2 separate regions of the Capsicum annuum genome follow, and region 2 is linked to region 1. A link is a contact called in public Hi-C data. All regions are on one chromosome and are shown on one strand. The core of a region is the stretch at or near the end of the contact, and the rest is flanking DNA. Distances in the headings are between cores, read along the strand shown. Region 1 overlaps LOC107870399 (formin-like protein 14). Region 2 holds the start of LOC107870760.

Region 1 (7,711 bases), core at 3,366-5,865:
GAAAATTGAAGGTGACGTAAGCTTAAGTTGAATTAAATTAGTTTTTGGCTCAATGATGATTGAGGAGTAGCTCAAGATTGGATTGAAAAAGTGCCAAGTTTATTTGAGTTCTATGTCATGACCCATCAAAAACTGCATAGTTTTGTGCTTGATACAAGGGCCGTAAGGTGGCCATGAACGTGGCTAATGTACAGGAGGCGAGCGCTTTCAAGGTGTCAATATTCAAAGTCAAACGATTCTTTGTGCAAGTTTTAATAAGAAAGTGAGGAAATTGGGGGATCGTTGCATGAAAGCATGGCTGGTAGGCGTGGTATTTTTGGGTCAAGAAGATACTAAGAAGATGAAGCATGCACGAGGTGTGGCGAAGAAGCACAAGTGGGAGCCATAGTGCACAAGAAATGTTTACAAACATAAGTGTGGCATGATGCCCGTCAAAGTCATGGATGGGAATAATGGAGAGGAGCAAGCACTTTCAAGGTTTCGACATTCAAGTTCAAGTGATTCGTTGTTTAAGTTTAATAATAACAGAAAGGAATTGGAACCGTTGCATGGAGGCATGACTAGTATGGGCGATAGTGTTGGAAGTAGAGGATGTTCCAATGATGGAGCATGCACGAGACGTGGTGAAGCACAAGTGGGAGCCATAATGCAAGCAAGGCTCATAACATAATTATGGCATTGCTTCGGCAATGCGGACACAGGTGGTGCATGGCTGTCGTCAGCTTGTGCCATAAGGTGTTGGGTTACGTCTCGTGATGAGCGTAATCCTCGTGTTCCAGGCAAAAGCAAGGTAGATGTGCTAGGCTTTAGAATGCTTGGTAGTACACTGTAGTTTGGGAATTACTAGAACTATTGGTGGGTTGCTTGATCCATATTTTTTACAAGGAAGAGATTACTCCAGCAAAAGAGGTTGAGAAGACATTTGATTTTAAGGTGTCGTTTAAGCATATCTAAATACTACACATGCCACTAACACTTTAAAGCTTCTTGATTCATACTTGTCTAAGTGTAGACGCTTGCTTGAGTCGAGTCACACCCAAGGGAAGCTAAACATAGCATCTATTTGTTGGGGATAGTTTGGCTAAGTGATGCACCAAACCTAGCGTCTATCGTTAGTTTGTATCTTTCCTGTGATACAACTTAATAACACACTTATCAATGTTTCTCATGGCATTTGGAGAGAGAGTTCATTTGCTTTGCTAGCCTGGCGGAGAAAAGTGAGAAAATAAAAAAGAAGTAAAATAGATAGTAAGGGGAGAAATTTGGAAATTTGGTTATCAGTGACGAAAATATCAAGTTAGAAACAACTTTAGACACTCATCACTGATGAAACTAGATTACAGCATGAACAATGATGAAAGCAAAGAACTTATGAGGAAGGGTTGGAGAGAGAGGGGTGCTGGATGGATGATGGAGATTGCTAGTCAGGATGAAGACTGCTCTGCAAGAAGTGGTTATAGCTATGACAGCAGCAAGAGAAAGGTTGTCTATAATATTCATGCCTCTTCTGTGGCTTTTGTATCATCTGAGTTTATCCCACTTTAATGACAAATGTGGAGAGATTCCAAAAGATGATATAGACTAATAATCAGTTGCCGTGGAGGTGGAGAGAGGAGGGGGTTATTAATAGATGCAATAGGGAATCAAGCATAGCAATTTGGGATCTGGATTCTATAATGGAGGGTCAAGCTGGGGTTGACCATATTTATGTTTTCTTATGTCTTAACTCTTCTCCATATATATGTTTGCACTTTCCGATGTGATGCCAATATGTAACTGTTCTTTTTTTTTTTTTTGAATCAGCTCCTTGCTGAGAAAATGCCAGAGTTGCTTGATTTCGACAAGGATCTTGTTCACTTGGAAGCTGCCTCTAAGGTACCCTTGCTATATATTATGGTCTTCACTTGGAGTACTACTAGTATAACAGTGAACTGAAATGTTTGTTTACGTCATATTATGTGGTTAGATCCAACTGAAGTCTTTGGCTGAAGAAATGCAAGCAGTGAGCAAAGGTCTTGAGAAAGTTGAACAAGAACTTACTGCATCCGACAATGATGGTACAATATCTTCAGGCTTTCAGAAGGTGAGAAAAGAGAATGGTAACTTATATTCCTAGTTACCCAATGATTAGCTCATTGCATTTACTTCCAAGTTTATGTTTCTTTTTAGATTTAAATTTTAGTTGTTTTAAGGCCATTTGACAATGTACCTTAATTTTATTTTGTAGAAAGCGTATTCTAGTTTGCACATGATTCAGTCTATTCTACCCAAAGTGATCCTAAATTTCTCTAATTATGTCATAAGATCATAAATTGCAATTTCTAAATGTATTAACTGATTCTCGTGATTTTTACGATAAAAGTGAAGTAAATGGCATTGTGCGATTTCCACTTTCCCAAGTTTCCTTCATTATACAAGGATTCCTATTTACTATTTAAAAGCTTTATTCTGGATATTTTTTAGAAGACAAAGTAAGGAAGCAGTGTATCACTGATATAGAGAGATACGTGTCCTGAATGGATGACATTTGTTTCTAAAAATCCAGTTAAGAGGCTTGCACCGGGAAGACCCCAATTTGGTTTATGTTGGACCCAATATTAGAGTGCAGTCTGACTAGTGATGCAGTCAAACTTGATTGCAATATGAAATATGCGTTTAGTGACTTGTACATTCCTTCTCAGGTGTTAAAGAATTTCCTTGATACTGCTGAGGCTGAAGTCAAGTCTCTCACTACTCTTTATATTGAAGTGGTGAGTTTACTTGCATTCGTTATATCATATTTTAAATGCTCTTGGAAGTGTAACTCATGCCAAGTTTGCTAATTTTTTCTATCTTGTAAATCTGCAGGGAAGGAGTGCAGACTCCTTATCCCTGTATTTTGGCGAGGATCCAGCTCGATGCCCTTTTGAGCAAGGTTAGAGATACAGATGTTATAGGTTTTCTTGCTGTATTATCACTTATCAGACATATGGTAGGATTTCTGGAAAAGAAAAGACTGCAGTCGTTTGGCTGTTTAGCAATACTCTCGGCAATATAGCTTGTAGTAGTCTGTCTTTAATGTGAAGGTTATGGGATGCACCATTTATGGCCTTTGTGGCATTTGTCAAGTGCATATTGCCATTTGACTAGATTTCTCGAATAGCATTTGTCCTGTGGATCTTGTTTATTTAGTTCATTTACCATTTAAACCTGAGTTTTATACTATACCAATGTGAAAATTTCTTCAACACAATTTTCCTTTGCCAACTCTTTAACCGGTCTTTATTTTAAATCTTTGGTTGATGTTAGTGACAAGTTCTGATGTCCTTCATACCTTTACTTGCTGGATGCAGTGACACAGATTTTGGTGGTCTTCATGAAGTTGTTTAAAAAATCACGTGATGAGAACGAACAAGCAGCTGATGCTGAAAGGAAGAAACTAGAGAAGGAAGCGTTGAAGGAACAAGCGGCTGCTAGTTCTTCTGGAAAGAAAGAAGTAGTTGATGCTGATAGAATTAAACTGAATTTTCGGAATCAGTTACATGCTGTGTGATCAGTTCAAATTGACCGAAGCTTATAGTACTCACTATAAGCTCTGCCAGATTACGCGAAAAAACAGAAAAAGTTACATTCTTGATGATAGCAGCGGCCTTGGGAGGCTGCTCATATGCCACTGGACTTCAGTGTACTATTTAAGTTTTATTGATAGTTACAAATGTACATAATTACCATAGTTTTACTGGCAGTATTTTTTTTGCCATTTAGTAGCGTGCACAATTGCCATTGTTACTCCGTTCTTGTATCCTGAAGTGGAAAAAACTGAGACCTCTTAGAGAGGCTTTTCCAGTTGTATATATTAAAGTTCCATCTTGTACAAGATAAATTCAAGAAAAACTTTTCTGGAGTGGCAGATCTTTGCAATTATGAATTTTGTACTGAAGACCATTTAATTTAATAGCAATGGAACTGTTTAGTGCTAATGCATACACAAGGAATGTTATCTTTAGATGACCATTTTCATGAAATTAAAATTCAATGCTTGTTCTAAAACCAATACAAGCATTATGAGGGGTTCACTATGGGCATTTTTAATTTAGTTTTAGTTCACATCTATGGCCACCAACTTTGGAAGTGCACAAGTAGACATTTAAACTTGTATAAAATTGAACAAAAAGGCACACGTCCTATTTGACGTAAGTATCTATTTATACACATCCAAAGTTGGAGAACATAAATGCAAGTTGAAGCCAATTTAAAAGGCATATTGCCTTCTTTATATAAGAACCAAACTCTCTTGCTGGAAGGCTAAGTTCCTGAACCAAGCTGGAGGAACTGTTGTAGCCACCTTAGGAAGCATCCCTTCCCATGTCATGCAGTACATAAAATACACTTCTAAAGTCACTAATATGACAAATAGAATCCAAAGGAATTTTGTTCGAGGCACTACTGTTGAAAAGAAAAAAGATTCATCTGGTTAACTGGAGTACCATCACCAGGAAAAAAAGATAGAAAGTGGGCTTGGCATCCAAAGAAGTGAAATAAAAAACAAAGGAGGCAAGTCTTGCTTGGATACTTCATAACAAACCCATTCCTTATGGGGAAAGATCCTCATTAATAAATATAAAAGTCCTAACAGAAGTAGTAATGGAGCTAGGATCATCTCAAAAACTTGGCAATGCGCGCAACAAGGATAGAAAGACTCTGACACTGCCCACAAATGGGTTCCATACAAGGGGGATAAAATCACATTTTTTAGTGGTAGTCCACACTTTCATTAGGAATATGATTCATGGACCTTTAAAAGATGGAGAGAAAAACCTAATCATTTCCAATCCCCGCTCTAACAGACAATGAAATCTTTTCAACTTATCCTTTAAGCTGCCTAGAGACATCACTTCCCTTATCCACTTTTCCTTCCTATTGATAGCTCTCAAATTGATAAGCTAATATGGGGCTTAACTAGTAAGGGGATCTTCACCACTAGCAGTGCCTGCAATCTCATTAATAATGCAACACATCCTCTGAGTGGAAATGAAGGGCAATACAAAGATATCTGACATTCCAACTGTCCTAACAAGATTAAGCACTTTCTTTGGCTCCTCTCTCACAAAAGGCTCCCCACCAACCTCTTATCTCCACATAATTGATGTTAATATTAATCCTACCTGTAAATTCTATGAGATGCATATCATGAGGATATAGATCATCTCTTCTTTCAATGCACCAATTCCACTAGATTTCGGGCAACAATTGCTAAGAACAACAACAACACACAACCCATTTGCACCTCTGGTATTACATTTAACAACTGGATAACCTCTTAGAAAACCCCTAGAGGAAAACCTGATAATAACTGGCTAACTTAGGATGTTGTTCTCTTTTGCCTATGGAACATTTGGCTCGCAAGAAATAGCGACTTGTTCAACAACAAGAAAGATGCTATGTCTGTTGATGATACCATAGCTCAAGCTACTGAATTTCAACTTCTAGCAAGCAATCACCACAACTCTAAAACTCCCCAAATCACCATCCAAGTTATGTGGCAACCCCCCTATCTTTGGCAATTACAAATTAAAGAGTACTGATGCAACATTGCATCACAATCCAGAATTCGGAGGCTTGGGAGGTGTGACCAGAAACTACAATTGGGAGTGATCACAAGCTTCATAGATAACATTCACAATGTCACCCCTGCCATCGCTGAACTCCATGACTCAGAAGGGGCTTCCGGTTAGCAATTTAGCAAAACCTCTAACCACTGGACATTAACATGGATTCTATGAAGCAATTTTTATGATTGAAATGAGCCATTTGCCTCATAATAGCTTAATATTTGAATGCTGGTCATTAATAGAAAAGTTGGGGGTAGTGCAACTGGTGCATGTGTACAGGAAAAGGAACAAGGTAGCAGGCCTGCTAACGAAAAAAGGAGCAAGGATGTCCATGAGGGAGAACCCATCCATTTTGTTAGTTCCTCCAGTGTCTGCACTAGCAATACTTGGCGCAGACACTCTAGGAACTGAATATTCTAGGATAATTTTGGCTTTTATAAGTTCTTTGTAGCTAGGTTGTCTTTGATTTTGTGAAGTGATGTTGTTAGCATTTTAATATTATTATTTTTTAATATTATTATGCATGTCTTTGACGTTATGCAACATTTACCACCATTTTATTGACAAAAAATGTTACAAGTCATATACCTCATATTAGTGTTACAATGCATGGTTTTGACGTTAGCAGCATTTACTATCATTTTATTGAAAAAATGTTACAAGTCATTTATCTTGTTAGTGGACAATAATGTTACATTAGACTTTGTAACTTAACTCTTTATTCCTCCATTATCCTACACTTTATGACTTATAATTTCTTGTAACTCTTGTAACCCTTGTAACTCTTGTAATTTTTATGTCATTCATCTACTATATTTATCTTTCTATTCATTGCATGGAAGATTTCTTCCCCTATAAATAGAGATGATCTTGCATATTTTTAGGACACACAAGATAATATAGAGTTTACAAAAGATAGTAAAAAAGAGATTCATTAGTTGAAGGGAGGTGTTTTCTTTGTGGAGCTTGAAAACTCTTGTCCAGAGTTATTGAGTTGTACTTTGTGAGAAGGCTGTTGTATCCTGGAGGGGACTAGTCAAGAAAATTACTGCTGTACCGGTGAAATAATTTTGCTGCAATGGGTTTGAATCCTTAAAGAGAGTGAGATATCCGCGCCTTAGCCGAAGAAGAAGATAACTTTTTATTTTTCTCTACTTGTAATGTTTTCAATTGTAATATCACCAATAATTTTAAGGAGATTCAATGGTAACAACTGAAAAATTCGTGGATGTCAAGGTGAGAGATCTCAACAAGCCATTCCGGTTCAACAACACTCATTTCAACAGGTGGAAGGATAAAGTACTTCTCTACTTAAGTCTTCTCAATATATCTTATGTGTTAACTAAGAAGAATCCAAACAAAGTAGATAACTCTTCCATGACTCATATGTACTACTTTAAATAAAACATATGCTACAATATATATACGTACCATTCAATATATGTACTACTTTAAATAAAACATATGCTACAATATATGTACTACAATATATACAACACTAAATATATAGTTATATACTAATTTATAAAACATGTACACATGTATACGTTAAATATATACTACTTTAGTGTCTATAGAAAATATATACACATATATACATACCATTCAATATATGTACTACTTTAAATAAAACATATGCTACAATATATATACTACTATATATACACACACTAAATATATAGTTATATACTAATTTATAAAACATATACATATGAATACGTTAAATATATACTACTTTAGTGTCTATAGAAGATATATACACATATAGATGTACCATTCAATATACGTACTACTTTAAATAAAACATATGCTACAATATATACACACACTAAATATATAGTTATATACTAATTTATAAAACATGTACACATGTATACGTTAAATATATACTACTTTAGTGTCTATAGAAAATATATACACATTTATACGTACCATTCAATATGTGTAATACTTTAAATAAAACATGCTACTTAATATAATAAACTAATAATACTTGATAGTAAATTAGTAATATATTAAAACTAATTATTTAATTTAAACTAAAAATTAAATTTAAATCATTAAATGAAAAAAATTATAAAGTAAGGACTAAGGAGTGAATGAATGTTATATTTTATTGA
Region 2 (7,711 bases), core at 2,355-4,854, 140 kb after region 1:
TTGATCTTACTGGTCATCCTCATAATTCTCTACTACCTTTTGAACCCATTTAGGTAGTGATACATACAAGCCAAAACAATCTGCCCCATACGTCAACTTCTTTGGCTTCCTCACTTCTCTGAGACAACGCATTAGCTACAACATTTTCTTTACCTTGTCTGTAATGTATTTCGTAGCTTAAACCCATTAATTTTTGTCACTCCATTATGTTGTAAGGAAGTAGTAATGCGTTGATCTCTAATGAACTTCAAACTGAAATGATCTGTTTTGATCACGAAGTGATGAGGCTAGAGGTAATGCCTCCACTTTTCCACAACAAGCAAAAGAGCAATCAACTCTTTTTCATATGTCGACAAACCCAAATATTTTGGACTTAGAGCTTGACTCGTGAATGCAATGGGTTTATTGTTTTGTGAAAATACTGCTCCAACCCGCAGTCCACTTGAATCCACCTCCACAGTGAAAGGAATCTTAAAATCGAAAAGGGCCAAAATAGGTGCATGGATCATGGCATATTTAAGAGCTTCAAAAGCCAATGTTGCTTTCTTAGTCCATAGGAAGCCCTCTTTCTTTGACGAGGTTGTTAAAGACTTGCTGATCACAGCATAATTTTGAATAAAACGCCTATAATAGCCCATTAAGACTAGGAATCCGCGCAATCCCTTGATGCTCACTGGTAATGGTTAGTTTATCATTGCTTTTATCTTGGCTTTGTCAGTACTCACTCCCTCACCCATTATTACATGTCCCAGGTATTCCACTTTGTCCTGCGCAAAACTGCACTTTGAGCGATTCACATACAGTTGGTGAGCCACCAAAAGCTCGAACACAACCTGTAAATGATGTAAATGCTTTTGAAGGTCCAGACTGTATACTATAATGTCATAAAAAATACCAACACAAATTTTCGGAGGTAAGGACCGAAAATACTATGCATTAGGGAGTGGAAAGTTGTTGAAGCGTTCGTTAAGCCAAAAGGCATAACAGTGAACTCCCATAACCCATGATGTGTTTTGAAGGTGGTCTTATGTTCATGGCCTTCCTTCATCCTAATTTGGTGATAACCCGATCTCAAATCCAACTTTGAGAAATAGTGTGACCTATTTAGCTCATCAAGTAAATCCTCTACCACCGGAATTGGGTATTTATTTTTAATGGTAATGTCATTGAGATTGCGGTAATTGACACATAATCTCCATGTTGAGTCCTTTTTTTACTAAAAACACTAGGGAACCAAACAGTGAATTACTAGGCCTCACAGTTTTAGCCTCCAACATGTCACTGATAATCTTTTCGATGGCATTTTTTTGCTCATGGGAGTAACGATAGGGCCTCTGATTCACTGGCCTTGAACCTGGACAAAGTTCAATAGCATATTCACAAGAATAAATAGGTGGCAGGGAGTTAGGTTCCTGAAAGATCTCCTGAAAGGCATTCAAAAGGGATTCAACAGGGTTTGGGATAATCTCTTGCTTGTTAGAACCAACTGATTCTATTTGACGAATTTGGGCCACCCAATTGCACTCGCTTCTTCGTAGAAGCCCACGAATGGTTTCAGAATCTTCCAAACCCAAGGATCGAGATTCCTGATAACCCACAATGGTCACCATCCTATTACCTCGAAGAAATATAATACTATGTGGCCTAACATGTAACACAAACGGGGCTACCAAATCGATCCAATCCATACCCAAGATCAAATCACAACGGCCGATTTTTAACATCCGAAACTCAAATTCAAATCCTTCCCCTTGCATCTGCCAACGTACCCTTGAGCAGATGATTATGCTCACCATTGTCTCCACATTGGCAACTCTTACCCTCATGGTTTTTTCTTAAGTTGTGCATCTCCAAATTTAAATACTCAGCCACTTGTGGATTAATGAAGCTATGGGTAGCCCCATAATCTACCAAAATCACTAAGGGCATGTTCTTGAGCAGCTCAGAAATTTTAATAGTGTTTGGACTGTGAAAACGACCCTCAATCATGCTGATGGTGCCTTCTTCTTCTTCTGCTTCTGTTTGCACTATCTCAGTGACTTTCCTTTCTTGATCCCCCAGTTGCCCCTGATCCTTCACCTTGCTCCACTAATGGCTCCTCTTCTCCACCCACCATATATTGTATGCAAGCCTCGTTGCTTGCATTTATGACCCAAAAATACTTTTTATGGAAATAGAAACACAACTTATTTTCCCTCAATGTTTCAATATTTGGGTTTTTGGGCATTGGCAATTGGGATCGTGTGGTAATAGGTGGTAAAGCCTTGGAATTTTGTGGTGTGGGTCCTCTTGGACTGTGAGGAAAAGTGATCCTAGTTTGCGAATTAACTATCTTAGGAGCTTGAATATCCTTGTAAATGGCTACCAACGTTTGTTCATGCAACTTAGCCGTTTCTAATGCATCTATAATGGACTGAGGGTTAGAAGCTCTAACCATAGATGCCAAATCCGGCTTTAATCCACCCATAAAGCAATACACAAAGTATGTTTCATTCAGTGTTGGGTTAATTAACAGTAAATAGAATCGCAACTCTTCAAATCTATTAAAATAACTCTCAACGTCAGCCCACTGTTGAAGCCTATTAAATCCAATAACAATATCCAGAGTTCGAATGTTGCCATACCTACGACAATCATCCCGGCAAAATTCCTCCCAAGACACCGCTCCGCCATGTTCCATCATGTAAACGTCAAACCATAAATCCATTTTATCATTAATATGAACAACCACATAACTCATATTTTCAAAAGGTGGAACCTGATATAGGTCAAAAAATTTATTGCACCACTTTATCCAACCACGGGGTTAATTACCATTAAACTCTGGAAAAGATGTTTTAGCTTTAGTGCCTCAATAGGAGTTATTGGTAGGCGTCTGGGTGCTATTTTGGGTAATGAGTTGGATGTTTTGAGGAATATTAGATTACAAAAAACTACTGTTATCAATAGACTGATACGCTAACGGAGGTAGATACGTTAGTCCAACCTGAGTTTGATTAATGCTTGGATTCACATTTTGGGTTGCAAAATTTGGGCTAGTAACTGAAAGAGGAATAAAAGGAAAACTGGATGTCCTGGCTATGTTAGCAAGTGATGTGGGGGATGGGGGGTACAGCGATGCTTGTGGATGTTGAGTCATTGGCAGAGAAAAATGGGGCATTGTATTGAAGGGAGATGGAGGAAGAGTCATACCTCTATTAGCCATAAAAAATATAGGGGTTACCAGAGAAGAAACTGGCCTGAAATTGCCACTCACAGATGAGTCTCCTCTTTCGCTAGGAGAGTTTCCGTAAACCAAGGCAGCTCGAGATCTTCCCCATGTTATTGCATCTAATCGCTTTTCAGATTTCATGTGGCTCAACAAAATATCAAGACGACGAGTGTTATCATCCTGTTTCTTCAAGTTTTCAACATTCATTCTTTGTTGCTTTGCCTCAAGCATCTCCATTCTTTTCCCTCATTAGGGATGCTTTCTTTTTTAGTTTCAACCATAATGAGGCCTCTGGAAAGCCTGTCTCTGGTACCAATTGTAGCAAAACAGCTACTGAAAATAGTGAAAGAAAAGGAATTGACAAGTTAAAACAGTAAAAAAAAAAAAAAAGACTTTTTTCATTTATCCAATACCCCATACAAGGACTAGTACTTCCTATATATAATGTTACATTCATACTACAGATGGCTTATGTGCTCCACTAGTAATGAAAGGACACCTAATCAAGACAAAAATAGAAATATTAGGCCCACTTTGAATTGGGCCAACAGTAACACTTCACTTCACCTCTGATCTGCTACAACATGCTGCCAAGGCCATTCTCTAAGCGTTTAACAAGCGTCTAAGGTCTTCAATGGAACTATATAAATCCAAGCTTAAGGTGGGTCAAGATCCCACTTTTAATCCTTAATTTTTATAATTAGGCAAACAATGCCCCAAACTAGGCTAAGATATCTAGTTCAACTTCTTGATGTCAAGAAAGCTATAACCAATCTTAAGATATGGACTTTGCCTAGAAATATGGGCATTTAATCCAACACTGCCCAAATTACGATTTCAAGATCATTAGAATAGCCCAGCTAAGGTTAAGCATACTAACCATGATTCCACACATAAAATACATCCCAAACCTAGCATACTATCATATCCATACTACAAATTAGCTTACAATAACAACAACAACAAACCCAGTATATTCTCACAAAGTGGAGTTTGGAGAGGGTAAAATGTACGCAGTCCATACCACTACCCCCGAAGAAGTAGAGAGGTTGTTTCCAATAGACCCCCGGCTCAAGACATACTACAAATTAGCTTAACCTAGAAAAAAGGCAATAGGGTTCTAAAAGGGTCATAAACATTCTACCTTACGAGTCCAAAACCATCATCTAATACCCCAAATATCAATAATCAATACTAAGTTATTTTATTCATAATCAAGCCTAACATTTATATTCACATGCCATACATAACACATATTATCTTCTACGAAGAGTAGGTAGAACCCTACCTCAAAGCTAAAACCTTATATCATTCACCACATGCTCATTTTCTCTTCACAATCCCAAAAATGCCATAATGCTATCAAAAACTTAATGTACTCATCAATATGAATGTAACGATACCTATATTGCACTATTGTGCTCTGGGTTAAAAAACGACACCAAAAATTCCAAGCGAGCCCCACTTACTAAAAATATATTTTCGAGGCCAACCCAACACTCATACAATATCAAGGAATCATAACCTCAATAAATGAGTGCAAACAAAGCTAATTTTTGGATAAAATCAAGCCTTAATTAGGATGATAATCGCAATAATAAATGATAATAAAGCTCTTAATTCACTCACACAACTACATTTTGAGTTATCATATCCATTTAGGTTTTTAGGCTCTCAAAGATGAAGAGAAAATGCCTAAATCCTTGGGGTCTATTTATAGACCCCTTGGCAAAGAGATGTGGTATCCCATGACTGCAAAGTCAAAATCTTGTTTTTGACCCTCGGAACTCATTCGAAATCCAAATAACATGATCCAATAGTGAAATTTGAGTGTAAACCACATTTCAAATCCATTGGAATCACAAAACTTTCATCTGAGATTATTTTGGAAAAAAGTGGAGCCCACACCTATAGTTTTGTTTTTTCATAAAATTCGCTCAATAACCCAAAATAAGTCCGGGAGCCTTGGGACCTAAATCAAGGGTTCCCCTAGCATAAAATAAATGTTTTGGATGCAACGGCGAAGTCATATTTTTCATCAAATGTCGTTTCAATCAAATGTGGGTCCCATACTCATATTCTCAACTTTTTTCACTTTTCGGCCAGTAGGTTGAAATGAGCTCGGGTGCATTGGGACCCAAACCAAAGGTCTACCTAGCCTAAAATTGATATTCCGGATCTGCTAGCACAGTTGGAATTTGCATCTGAGATTATTTCACTGAAGTTTTTGCCCAGTGGCCATTTGGAACTAGCGAAGACTTCAAAATAGAAAATTGGTTCTAAAAACTAAACGAACTGTCCGATAATCGAACCGTCGATCCCAAAAAGTCATAAATGACTTGTGGAAGCTATAGAGAAGTCATAATGTCAAAGATAAGTGAACATATAAAAATGATCAAAAGAGTCATTATAAATTATATCTTAAAGGATGCATATCTAAAATTATATTGTATTCATATCATACAAAATATATAAGGATAATATCATGAAATCATGAAAGTGAAGTTAAATCTCATAAATTAGAATTTCTTTTAATTGGTATAAACAATGTGAGTATCATGGAGTCCAATGTCATATGCCCACACTGTAAAAGGTTGTTCTAACCTGCTAAAGTTAGAAACATAAAAGTAAGAATCATGACGATGAGCCTAAAAGGGAAGGTGTCAACCTCAACTAATGGAAGACCCTTATCCTAGGGTGACATGTAATTTTGAAACTTGGCTTTATCGAAAACCCTTATTTTCACGGTGCTAAATACTACTTCCAAAATTAGTTCATATCATATGCTCAAAATGTACATAAATAAGGCTTATTCATATATAAAGTTTGAATCTTTAGAGATTTCATAACTATCATGGAGTTTTCTCCTTCTTGAATTTATTCAAGTTTCTTGAGAATTCATAATGCCATAAGGATTCTAAAGTCATGCTTGAGATGTCATTCTCAAGAAAATCAATATTTAAGAATCATATCAAAAATTAAAATTCAACAAACGTAATTGTAGTGCTTATAAAAATCATAATTATAGCTAAAAACATCAAGAAATCATGAAATATGCTTCATAAAGAGATGAGTTTAAAAACGAGTTTATAAACCCTAACCTTATTCTTAAATTCATGAAAAATTAGAAGTTCTAAAATGGGGATTGAAAAAAAAAACCATTGAAGTCCTACATGTCTTAATTGCTTTCCAAGAAGTCAAGGAGGAACCCTAACCTTAGAAAAGTTTCAAGAATTCGGTTCATGGAGTTTTGATTGAGTTTTTCTTGAAAAATTATCGATTATGGTGTAGGATTTCATTAATAATCTGAAAAAGAAATGATTGAAATACTAAAATTTGCTTCGAATTGCATGGGAATAACTTACTTTAGGGTTGGAGGATGAGGAGAGGAGAAGATATCAACTTAGGATTAATGAAAAATAGAAAAAAAATTGGAAAAGATCAAAAAAACGACCTTTTATCGAATTCTGTCGACCAATTATGCGAGCTCAAGATGGGCTCGCATAACTACGATGTTGTGTGTATTACATGAGCTCTCCATCACACTTTTGGCCAGTTTTCTGAAAGTTTCAAGAAAGTTTTGCAAGCACAAATGCTTATCGCATGAGATTTTTGCGATGTAAAAGGTTTGCTTGCAAAACTTTCCAACACTATTATTACCTTTTGGTAAAATAATCATAATTTTCTATTCTAAAATAATTGAATTAACAAATGCTCAATGACGTTGGAAGAAAACTCGAAGACCTTTAATTTGGTGGATTCTGAGCTACAAAATTCTTAATAATCTAGAATTTATGTTCGTTTGAAGTTGACCCTTGTAAACTCTTATACAAAAACTTAAGCGGTAAAGAAGCTTTCATCAACTCAACTTTGAGTTAGAAGTTTCTTATGACCTTAATTCATAGCCAAAGCTATTTCCACGCTCAGATATTAACACTTATGTACTGGGGTGAAGCTAACCTTTGGCGAGGGGGTCATCCGAACCCCCTTCGCAAAAAATTATACTATATACATGGTTAAATTATTTTTTATATGTATATAGTAGATGTTGAACCCTCTTCGGTTTGTTCGTATGTTTATTTTTGAACCTCGTTGGTAAAAATTCTGGCTCCACCACTGCCTATGTACCATTGAAAAGTTATAGTATTCAGATCTATATGCATTTGAATAATGATTCGATTCTTAATTTAGAAGTTCAGGATGTTACAAGTGCCTTGACTTTCAGGAAGTTGAGCACTACAGAATTCCTCAACCTTTTGTGTATATCTTTTCTATATTTAAGTTGATGCAAGTAATTAATAATATATGAAAAGAACTGTTCAAAATTAAATAAGGTTCTTCTTTTTCTTTATCTAAGTTACATTGAATAACTCCTCCTGAATTATCGACCTATCCATATCTTTTTTCTACATACTAGTCAAGTGTACGTGTTTTGCACGCATGTCTCGTGTTGATATAACTATATATAAGAAAATAAAATGATTAAAAAATAGCAATTAG

What was found. Hi-C and Micro-C count contacts between places; a contact is called where the count stands out from the background.
Region 2: a Hi-C map of leaf shows a contact between it and region 1, with 3 times the contacts expected there. The contact joins the promoter of LOC107870760 here to the enhancer-like site in region 1. A contact is called at or near these places in 4 of 5 Hi-C or Micro-C datasets (bud, leaf, pericarp and 1 more).

What each region holds. Positions count from the first base shown.
Region 1 is chr1:23,800,121-23,807,831 of UCD10Xv1.1, forward strand. LOC107870399 (formin-like protein 14) reads left to right here. Exons shown (of 18, transcript XM_016716924.2): 14 at 1,804-1,875; 15 at 1,967-2,083; 16 at 2,682-2,750; 17 at 2,848-2,914; 18 at 3,333-3,889. The coding sequence ends at 3,532. Among protein-coding and RNA genes, the nearest start is that of LOC107870399, 15 kb to the left of the region's middle. Within about 2 kb of position 4,616, at least 1 of the 5 cell types and tissues checked has an H3K27ac peak or open chromatin away from gene starts, as enhancers often do. A contact at or near this core is called in leaf, where this site is marked.
Region 2 is chr1:23,936,494-23,944,204 of UCD10Xv1.1, forward strand. It overlaps LOC107870760, which reads right to left and starts at 3,605. Exons shown (of 2, transcript XM_047395406.1): 1 at 3,193-3,605; 2 at 702-833. The coding sequence starts at 3,448. The coding sequence ends at 730.